Linked DNA regions of Zea mays: region 2 is linked to region 1. A link is a contact called in public Hi-C data. All regions are on one chromosome and are shown on one strand. Each heading gives the region's core, a stretch centred on a gene start, on an enhancer-like site or on the middle of the called end of the contact. The rest is flanking DNA. Distances are from core to core; before and after follow the strand shown.

What was found. Hi-C and Micro-C count contacts between places; a contact is called where the count stands out from the background.
Region 2: a Hi-C map of tassel shows a contact between it and region 1, with 2.4 times the contacts expected there. The contact joins the promoter of LOC100286093 here to the promoter of LOC100273323 in region 1. A contact is called at or near these places in 7 of 25 Hi-C or Micro-C datasets (bundle sheath, ear, endosperm and 3 more) and 1 of 3 datasets of contacts at active chromatin or transcription factors (leaf).

The regions. Positions count from the first base shown.
Region 1 is chr8:170,470,688-170,475,442 of Zm-B73-REFERENCE-NAM-5.0, forward strand. It overlaps LOC100273323, which reads right to left and starts at 2,897. Exons shown (of 5, transcript NM_001147764.2): 1 at 2,770-2,897; 2 at 1,567-1,638; 3 at 1,311-1,477; 4 at 1,113-1,224. The coding sequence starts at 2,808.
Region 2 is chr8:170,676,288-170,681,042 of Zm-B73-REFERENCE-NAM-5.0, forward strand. It overlaps LOC100286093, which reads right to left and starts at 2,603. Exons shown (of 6, transcript NM_001361378.1): 1 at 2,344-2,603; 2 at 1,497-1,634; 3 at 689-1,288; 4 at 357-581; 5 at 144-263. The coding sequence starts at 1,571.

The sequences.
Region 1 (4,755 bases), core at 1,647-4,146:
TGTGAACTGTATTTTCAGATATAACAAATAAACCATGTTCAAAACAATTATATATATATATATATATATATATATATATATATATATAAGTTTTAACTTATCATCGTTATATCCTCAAACAAGAATGCTCTTGCTATATTTTTATTCAATTACTCTTGTTGTCTAAGTACAATATGGTCAGATTTTACATGAGACTGAACAACATTCAACATAGGTCTGGTGATGGCAGCTCAGCTACCTGGCTATGGTGTTCATAAATCTCTCAGCTATAAATATCAATGCTGAGGCTTCATGGCAGCAGCAAGTTTGTTCTCAACTGCATGGGTCCTCCCAAGAATAAAATGTTGAAGATATAAAAGAGTATAATGAGCCAGGCCCTGGGCCTGCCCCTGTTTCATACAGAGTAATAGTAGTATATGGCCGTACTAATTTTTTTCCACCTGCTGCATGGTAGCTTAGAAAGGGCAAAATCAATTTTGTTTAAAAAATGTCTCTAATATGGGAACGTGCACTTAAAAAGTTTCCTTGCTACTACTAAAGTTTTAGAGTCTATGCCAAATTCATTTGTTTCTTTGTTTTTGCATTGGTTTGTGTTAATTTATTTTTTTATTGCATCTATTGTATCCATTCACTATAAATCAATGACCAAACACACTTACGTTCATGGCAATGTTTTCAAGTCGGACAGCTTGCTGGTTGTTCTACCTGACCGACTAGGACGATTAATCGCGATTAATCACGATTAGTCGGACGACTTGGGCGATTAACCGTGATTGGTCCAACCCGACTTGAACGATTAATCGTGACTAATCGCGATTAATCGGACAACTTGAAAACATTGGTTCATGCTAGAAAGCTACACTCATTCCCTTCAATGTTTTGTTTGGCGCTTTTCATTTCTAACAGAAAATATGACCAATTTCATTTTCAATTGATCAGATCAGTTTAGTCATCATATGACAAAACTTATACAAGTTACTCCATAGTCCATACTGTAAAGCTCATAGATTACACAAAACTGCTACTGGCTGGCACAATCATGGCGCGACAAAGCGCGCCCAGGTTTTCTAATGCAGAATGAAAGAGAAATGAAGTTTCACAGTTTCACTTACATCACGCAGTTTGTTGCGGGGAAGCATGCGCAGCACAGCTTTGCGAATCACTTCAGTTGGGTCTTTCTCCATCTGGTCCTTGAGCCTCCTTTCCTTCAAATGGCCAACATACCTATTTGGGAATAAACACATAACAAGAGAAAGTTAACAAAAATCTCATAAATAATGTAACCAACAAATTTTTTGCTGGGTACTAACCCTGTATGCCAGTAGTAAATCTTATCTGTCATTTTCCTTCCTGTAACACTGATATCCTGTGCATTAAGTACAATGCACATGTCTCCATTTTCCACATGTGGCGCATAGGTCGGTTTATCCTTGCCTTGAAGCACAACGGCTATTTGGGAAGCCAATCGTCCCAGCACCTATATCACATAGAAAATTTACCTCGTAGCCTCTATCCTTCTTGAGATAAGTTCATCCATGCTACTCAAGCTAGAAAAACAATCCTAACCTGACCCTTAGCATCAAATACGCGCCATCGAAGCCCATCTAAATTGATTCTTCTCAGACCTGCAAGTGCTTTCTGCACATATCAAAAAGGAAGCAACCGTCAGTGCTAGTACTTGACTGAACATGATGTGAACTGCGGATTCAGAAATAACATTCCATAACTAGAGATTCTGCTTGCAGAACTATTTTACTTTTCAGGTGAAAAGAAAGAAACACGTGCTTCTTCACTCATGCAACATGGCCACACATAACAAAGCATTGTTTTTTGCTCACTTTGTTGACAAAACAAACAGAAAAGGTACTTAAGTTCTGCATATACTCCCAGCGCATTACTAAATATGTTGAAATAATTTAGTCGCAGGCTCAGGAAATTTACAAAATCACATAATAACTAGCAAAGGTGGCTGAATATGCATAAACCTACAATGTCCCATTTCATATCTCAGAAGAGATAGATAAACCTAAGCCGTTTGGCTGCACTTCAAGCCACTAATGTCTGCCTCTGTGAGCATAAAAGACTGTGGTATAGCTGCTGAACAGGGACATAGAACACGACAAGCAGGGGAGATAAAATGGTAGATAAGGTTCAGGCTACAACCAATTCAATCAACTAAAAGGATGCCCAATAAAATTATAACATTCGCAGTCATAGGCGGACTCACCGCCCAGGCGCCACAGGCCACTGCGTGTGGGTGTGGCTGCCTCGCCGCCTCAAAGGAGCACATAAGTCCAAATATTTGAACCCAGATGATAATCCCGCCTATAGTTATTAGCAGTTAATAATCTTGCATAGGTTGTATTTCTGGGTCCGCCATTGTTCGCAGTCACGTTAACCCAATATCCATGTCCAGGAGTGTTGGAGCTATTGACTGCAGAGAACTGAATCTACTGCTAAGCGCAAAATGGAGCTCTGAATGCCACGGACGCCAGCCCCCCGATTCAGCACAGCTCGGCGGCAAATCATCCATGCCCCTCCGGAGGAGATTGAAGGTAGGCGGATGGGGCCGGAGGAACAAAGGATTCTTTGAATGGCGGAAGACGGCTGGAGACGCAACGCGCCCGCGTAGAAACCTGCGACGTCGCTTGTGGATGGGGGTGGTGGCCATGGGTGGTGTTGATGCCGCGCCCGCAGTGCGCCGGAACCGGCAGAGTGTGACCCGAACCGAACCGGGCAATGGCAGATGGGGATCTTTTAAGCACTCACCTTCAGGTTGCCCGTGAAGGCCGGTGGCATCGCAGCCATGTGAACGATGGCCGGCGCCGGCGCCGGCGCCGGCGGTTAGAGAGATGCGGGCGAGCAAGGGTGTCACGGTGCTTCCCCGGAGCACTTCTTTCCTTTCTCTCTAGGCCGTCTAGGGTTTAACCGTTCAAGGGCCTGATTAATGGGCCACTGTCTTCTGTTACTTTTGTTGTGTGGATCAGAGCAGAGCAGGACGGGCACTGGAAGAGAATTGAGGAAATCTATTCAATGGCATCCAAACTTATACTAATTCTTTCAATACTGTTAAAATTTATAGCTTCCTTTTAATACCATTAAATTTAAATTTTAATACCTTAAATACCATTATAGAAAAATTCCTGTTATGTCATCAGATTTTATACTCATTCTTTATGTGCTACTGAATGACATGTAGGTATATTTTTTTGTGTGTATGACATGTGGGGCCAGTGGCACACAAGTAACGGGTATATTTTCTGATGGCATACAGAGAATTGGCCCTATCATTATCGTTAGTTCTATTTTGAGCAAATTTCTCTAATGCCATCAAAATCTATATTAATTTCTTTAATGCCACTAGAAATTGGTTTGATCTATTTGGATTTTAAAAATTCAAGAATAAAAAATATGGACTAGATTTTTAAAATTTCACGATTTTTTTAAAACTTCAGTACATATTTTTTGTAAACACCAAAAATTACTCCACTATATCAATTTGGTCTATTTTATTCCTATTTTTTAACTAACAACAAACACTAATGATAACAAAGGGAGCCAAATTTTAAAATCAATGTGGTATATTCGCGTTTCAAAAATTTTGGGTTCTAAAAATGTGGATAGAAGTTCTAAACAATATTTAAATAATTTTTTAAATTTCACTACATATTTTTTTAGAACCCAGAAAGCTATGTGTTTATTCATTTATACCAATTTGATCTATTCAATTTTTCATATATAATTTTTCAAAATTATTAGGAAGCAAATAGATCAAACTAACATATTGAAGTAATTTTGGAGTTTCAAAAAGTATGGGCTGAAGTTTTTTTTTAAATAGTGGAATTCTAAAAATTTAGTCTAGATTTTTTTCTGGAATTTTTAAAACCCAAATAGACCAAACTATTTTCTAGTGTCATTAAAGGGATCAGTATAGATTTTGATGGTATTGAAGGGATTTGTTTTAAATGGAACTAACGGCGTTAGCTTCAAACCAACGGTGATGGCATTGAAAAGATTAAAATTTAAATTTAATGGCATTAGAGGGAAGCTATAAATTCCAATGGTATTGAAGAGATTGGTATAAATTTGAATGGCATTGAAGGGATTTTCTCAAGAGAATTTCGGTCCAGGTTTGGTATGGCTTTGCGGCTGCACTACTCTGAGCGGACACTGCGAATGGATTGAGGTGGTCGCTCAAACCAGCTAATAATTTATTAACTCATTTGTTCGTTTTAGATTAAAGTCGGCTATTTAGATTGATACAGCTGTAATTCATAAAGACAAACACTATAGAAACAATAGAATCTGGTATGGATTAAAAACAAGCGAACAAGCTAGCCTAAGTAATTGAGTGTGTAATGGTTGCTTGGGACGCTATAGGACCGTATTATCGCGGTATTGGGCTGTAATAAGTGGATTAGCCAGTGTATTAGCTGGATTAGCAGGTGAGGGTGACAATCTATAAATGTTGTAATGATTGTTCAGAGGAGTATATTGAATGAAATAGGAAAACAGACTCCTGAACAAACTTATATGTGTCTCGTCGGCGACCTCTAGAGAGGCTCACGCCTCGGCGAATCGCCGTTGTGGCCTGATGAACTATTAAGGTATAAGACTGGCTCCAACAAGGTCCACTAAAGGGTTCTCTACCCTAAATATAGAGGATCAAACGGTCCTCTACGCTCTCCAGCAACGTCCTCTAAACGGTCCTTTAAATTTAGAGGACGCTGCTGGATTCTCTATATATAGAGTTTC
Region 2 (4,755 bases), core at 1,353-3,852, 210 kb after region 1:
AACTCCTGCCAAACAGCGACGGCGCACCACCGCCTGCTTTGCTTTTAGGTGGCCGATCACCACAAACCTGTGGCTTTTCTATTTCATATGTCCATGGGCCATGGCGGCGATGAGAACGGGTTACGTGTGCTGCGGCACCGTACCTGATGGGAGTAGGCGTAGGCGAGGGCTCTCTCGCGTTTGATCACGGCCTCCACCTTCCGCTTCGTCCGCGCGTCTGCCTCCTCCCGCGTCAGCCGGCTGGCGTCCCAAAATCCGCCGTCCTGCACGCGTTGGATGGATCGCACCGGAGAGAGAAGCTGAGGTGATCTAGCCATGGAGGATGTATAGTCTCACTGATACTGATGTAGTAGTACCTGAGAGCTGGCGCGCCACCTGCCGCCGTCCCTGAGCATGGCGCCGTGGTGCTGCCGGTTGCGCCGCTCCATGGCCTCCACGCGGCTGGCGCGCACTTGCGCCTGCACGCGGACCAGCGTCTGCATGCACCGCATCGCCTGCGCCGTCTGCCGCCGCACGCTGGCGCCCCGCATCACGCCCTGCAGCCGGATCAGCCCGCGCAGCGACCGGTAGTTCCGCCGCGCCTGCATCCATTCCACCGCCAATAAAAAAGAAAACGCGCGACGTCACAATCAACCGCGTCGACGCGCGCGAACGCGAAGAGCAAAGCTAAGCGACGAGATGGACTTGCCATGTAGCCCCGGAATGCGGCCTGGATCGCCACGGCCGCGGCGCGCGCGCGGTCCGGCGGCGCGGCGCTCTGCCTCGCCGCGCGGTGCCGCCTCGGCTGCTGCTGCTGCCGCCGCCACTCCGTCTCGGCCCTGCAGCTCTGCGGCTGCAGCTGCAGCTTCTTCTGCTGCTCCCTGTCATGGTCGAACCTCCTGATCAGCGGGGGAGGGGACGGCGGCGGCAGCGGGAGCACCACGGCGGCCGGCTTGTCTTCTCTCCTGCGCTCGCGCTCACGTGCTGTTCCCACTCCCACCACCGGCTGCGGCAGCGGCACGGCAGCAGCAGAAGCAGCACTACCGGCGACGGCGGTGGTGGGCCTCGCGGGCGTGATCTGGTACTGCGCCCTGGTGGCGGCGTAGTACTGGCGCTGCTGGTCCATCTCCGCGTCGCCGAGGATCTTCTCGATGCTGCTCGGCTCGCGGTACAGCGGGATGTTGATCAGCGCGCCCGCCGCCGGGGACGCCGGCTCCGCGTGCGGCCGCGACCGCCCGAAGCCTCCCCATCGCTTCTTCTCCCAGCCGTGCGCGTGAGTAGACGGGTACTGCGCTACCAGCTGATGCACCTGCACGCACGACAATTTGCCATTGATGGAGCACGTTACTCCACAGCAATCAACACTCAACCCAAATTCTTTTGAGTTCCTTCCTTTAAACTAGGTTGATTTGTCTTTGCTGTGTTACTGGTGAGAAAAATCTGCTTCGAAACGTAGCTAACACATGCATATAATAATCAATCAATCAATTAGGGTCGATTTTGGAGTACCAACTTACATTTGTTGGCTTCTCCTTGGGGCTTGAGGTGAAGGCCTTCTTGAGCGCAGTGAACCAATTTCCCTTCTTACCCATCTCCGCCTTAACATTTCTCCTTGCTACCGTCCTTTAACATTTCTCACTGCCAGGGAGGGAGGCCTGTAGTGTAATTCCATGAACAACGGGACGAGTGAGAAAGTTTGCATCATTCGTTCATCATTCCATTTTTTTAAAAGTTCAAGCATCTTACGTTTAGTTAAAAATTATAGAGATAACTATATAGATTTATGACATCAAATAGTTATACTATAAAAATATAATAATAAATAATGTAACAATACTTATTTGATATACAAAGCGTCAGTATTTTATTATATAAAATTTACTTAAACTTGAGATGTTTTACCTCCTCAAGAAAGTTGGAATGACCTACAATTAGAAGTAGAAGGGGTAATAAATAAATCTTTGGCCTTGGAAAATCGTAAAGTAATCGAGGCAAGAATAAGAAATTAGCCTGACGCTTTGTTCTGAAGGAACGACCTGTGTCTGTCTAATAACTAGCACACGAACACGGCACTAACAGTCTGTAAAGTTGAACTTTGAATGTGTGGTAATCCTTTACGGACTCATGGAGTCATGGTACCCGACATCGCTATCATTTCTACTGTACTTATATTTTTTTTGTGCAGTGTAGAAGTGTAAAAAAAATTACAGTAGTGCTGCGCAATTCAGCAGCCACTGAGAAACTTAGCATGATTTGTATATTTACAGTGCATCATAGCAGGGGACATGGTAATTTTCAGTGTGGGAAAAAGAAAAAAAAAAGAAACAAAACGAGAAGATGGTGTGAAGAACCAAAGGTGCATACCTTGTTTACAGCCCTCAGTCCCACATGCCACAACCTCTCCAAGATCTTGCTCGCACTTCACCAGAGCTGCAATGCAGTCCTTCTCCTAATCTCCTTCCAGTCAGTGACCCTCTTTATTATGCTCGCTGGTATAACACCCCTCACAAAATCATGCCCGTCTGTGCACACACGACCGCTCTCAAGGCCATAGCGCGCGGTCTAGCTAGCTGTTTACAGGCGTCGACAGACCGCAGCACCTCCTGGCCATGGCCTCTTTCCTTGGAACTCTCCGCACTTGGTGAGAGGGACCGCGTCTTATAGATTTCTTCTTGGTGGTGGCCTGGTGGGGGTGGTGAATGGGAGTGCATGCCCACTTACTTCCCTACTCGATGACATGACACCCGGCCAACCTTGCTTGATTGCCAAGCCTCGAAAGGGCAGCACTTTGCTGCAGTGCAGGACTGCAGGGGCTTGAGGGTCACACTGTTTCGTTGTGCCTTGCCTTTGCCTTGCCAATGCTGTAGGAGTACTTCAAGCATGTATGTGTCCTTTTGGGGACCCCTGCCATGTGTGATGCATACTTTATAGTTGTACAACATGGACTGTGCAGTTGTACGCAGGCTAGTAAAGGCTGCAACTCGATTGGTCGAGAGAATATCCTGTATAGTATTTTGTGAAGTCTACAAGAAGGTATGGTAGGTTGTAGTAGCAGGTATGTTTCACTATCGTCACTGGTGGTCTACTGAACTACAGCAGTATGAGAAAAATACTAAATACACTAATACAGTACTTATCTGTTTTTTTTTGGGGGGGGGGGGGTTGGGGGGGGGATTCTTTTGCTTGGTTCATAAAGATCAGTGTGTGTGGGATCTGAACTGTAGGCTAAATTCACGGCTACTGATACGACAGACAGACAGACGTGCATGCTTACCTTCACCTAACAGTCACTGTTCATCTGTTATTGCGCGCCACAGCCATGTCTGACGGATACTAATTACGCATGATTCGATTCTGCGGATTTTTTTTGACGTGGGAAATGATGCTGTCATGATCGCGCGCTGGCTGTTGGTTAAAACTCGGAAGCTTTTCTGTAAGGTAGGATATATAGACACTATATCCTGTATTATCTATAGCAGCCACTCAGCTAGCAGCCAGCCTCATCTCATTCGATGATGATGGCTATGTCATTGCCCACACGCTTGCTTGAGCACGAATCCTCTCCGACCCAGCGCGATGATCCACTTCCAACTGTCACCCTGATTAGCAGCGTTTTGTCTCGATGAAGTAACCGTCGTCGACAAGCTGCAGCTGCAGCTGCAGCTGCAGTTGCAGGCGGCTTCTCTCTCACTGAGCGCTGAGCAATTTCATTTTCGGTTGTAAATATATATAGTCTTACCATTTTCGTTTCCATTTCCGACAAAGTTTTGAAATCTTTATTTCCTATCTACCAAATGTTCTCGAAGCTTGTTTGTTGGCAACCGAAATTTCAAACATCACTTGTCGCCGGCTAGTTCATATTCGAAGTAAAACGCGACAAATAAAAAAAAAAGAACGTAAGGAGTAGTATTTATACAAAATTACAAGAAGGAAAGAGACCGAAACCAGTCACGTAGCGACAGCATTGACCCAGGCTATGATCTCCCTCTCCCTTACATGAGTGGAACGTGTTGTAAAAGAAGGGGAAAAATGTTGTTGAGAGTGGCTAGCTTATTAAGCGCCGATCGAGAGGAGACTACTCTTGAGATCGAGTGGGGGGGTGGGGGAGGGGGCAGTAGTCTTGCTTGCAAGGTACTCCAGCTGACAGAGACGAGAAATTGCAACTTAACATCTCGTAAGATAGATGCCTATTAGCTAGCTATAGCTAGTTGGGTCCCTGGTCGAAATCAGGGCGTGGCTTATTAGTGCTGGGAGTTGGCTCCTAACAACGCATGTATTGTTTGTAGGCCAACGTCTTCATTTGATGGCCTCATATTGTCTCCTCATCTCGGCAACGACTATATCTGCCTCCTGCACTGCTGCTGCGTCACCTCAGCCCCCGACGACGTTGCTTCTTCTTGCTACAACATACATACACATCGCACTAGTAAAGAAGAGAGCAGGGCGCGCCTTTTCTGCTTGGTTCTGGAAATTTAATTATCTGAAAGAGCAACCAGTTGGGGCTGTTGGGCTCGAGTGCACTACTTGTTTGTTAAAAAAACCATAACCGAAGTCCCACATGCAAATATATACTACTACTTTTTTTACAGTTGTAACTGAAAAGCACTGGAAAGCTGAAGCAGCTATTACTGAATTTTGGTTCCTTGCAGGGTACAGTCGATGCGGCTGAAGCTAACCCTTCTGATAGGTTTCACACACCTAACGCCGAGGATGCATCACACGCATGCATGTATGCAATGCATACTCTAGGAGCTGCCGGTGGCGGTGAGTAGGGAT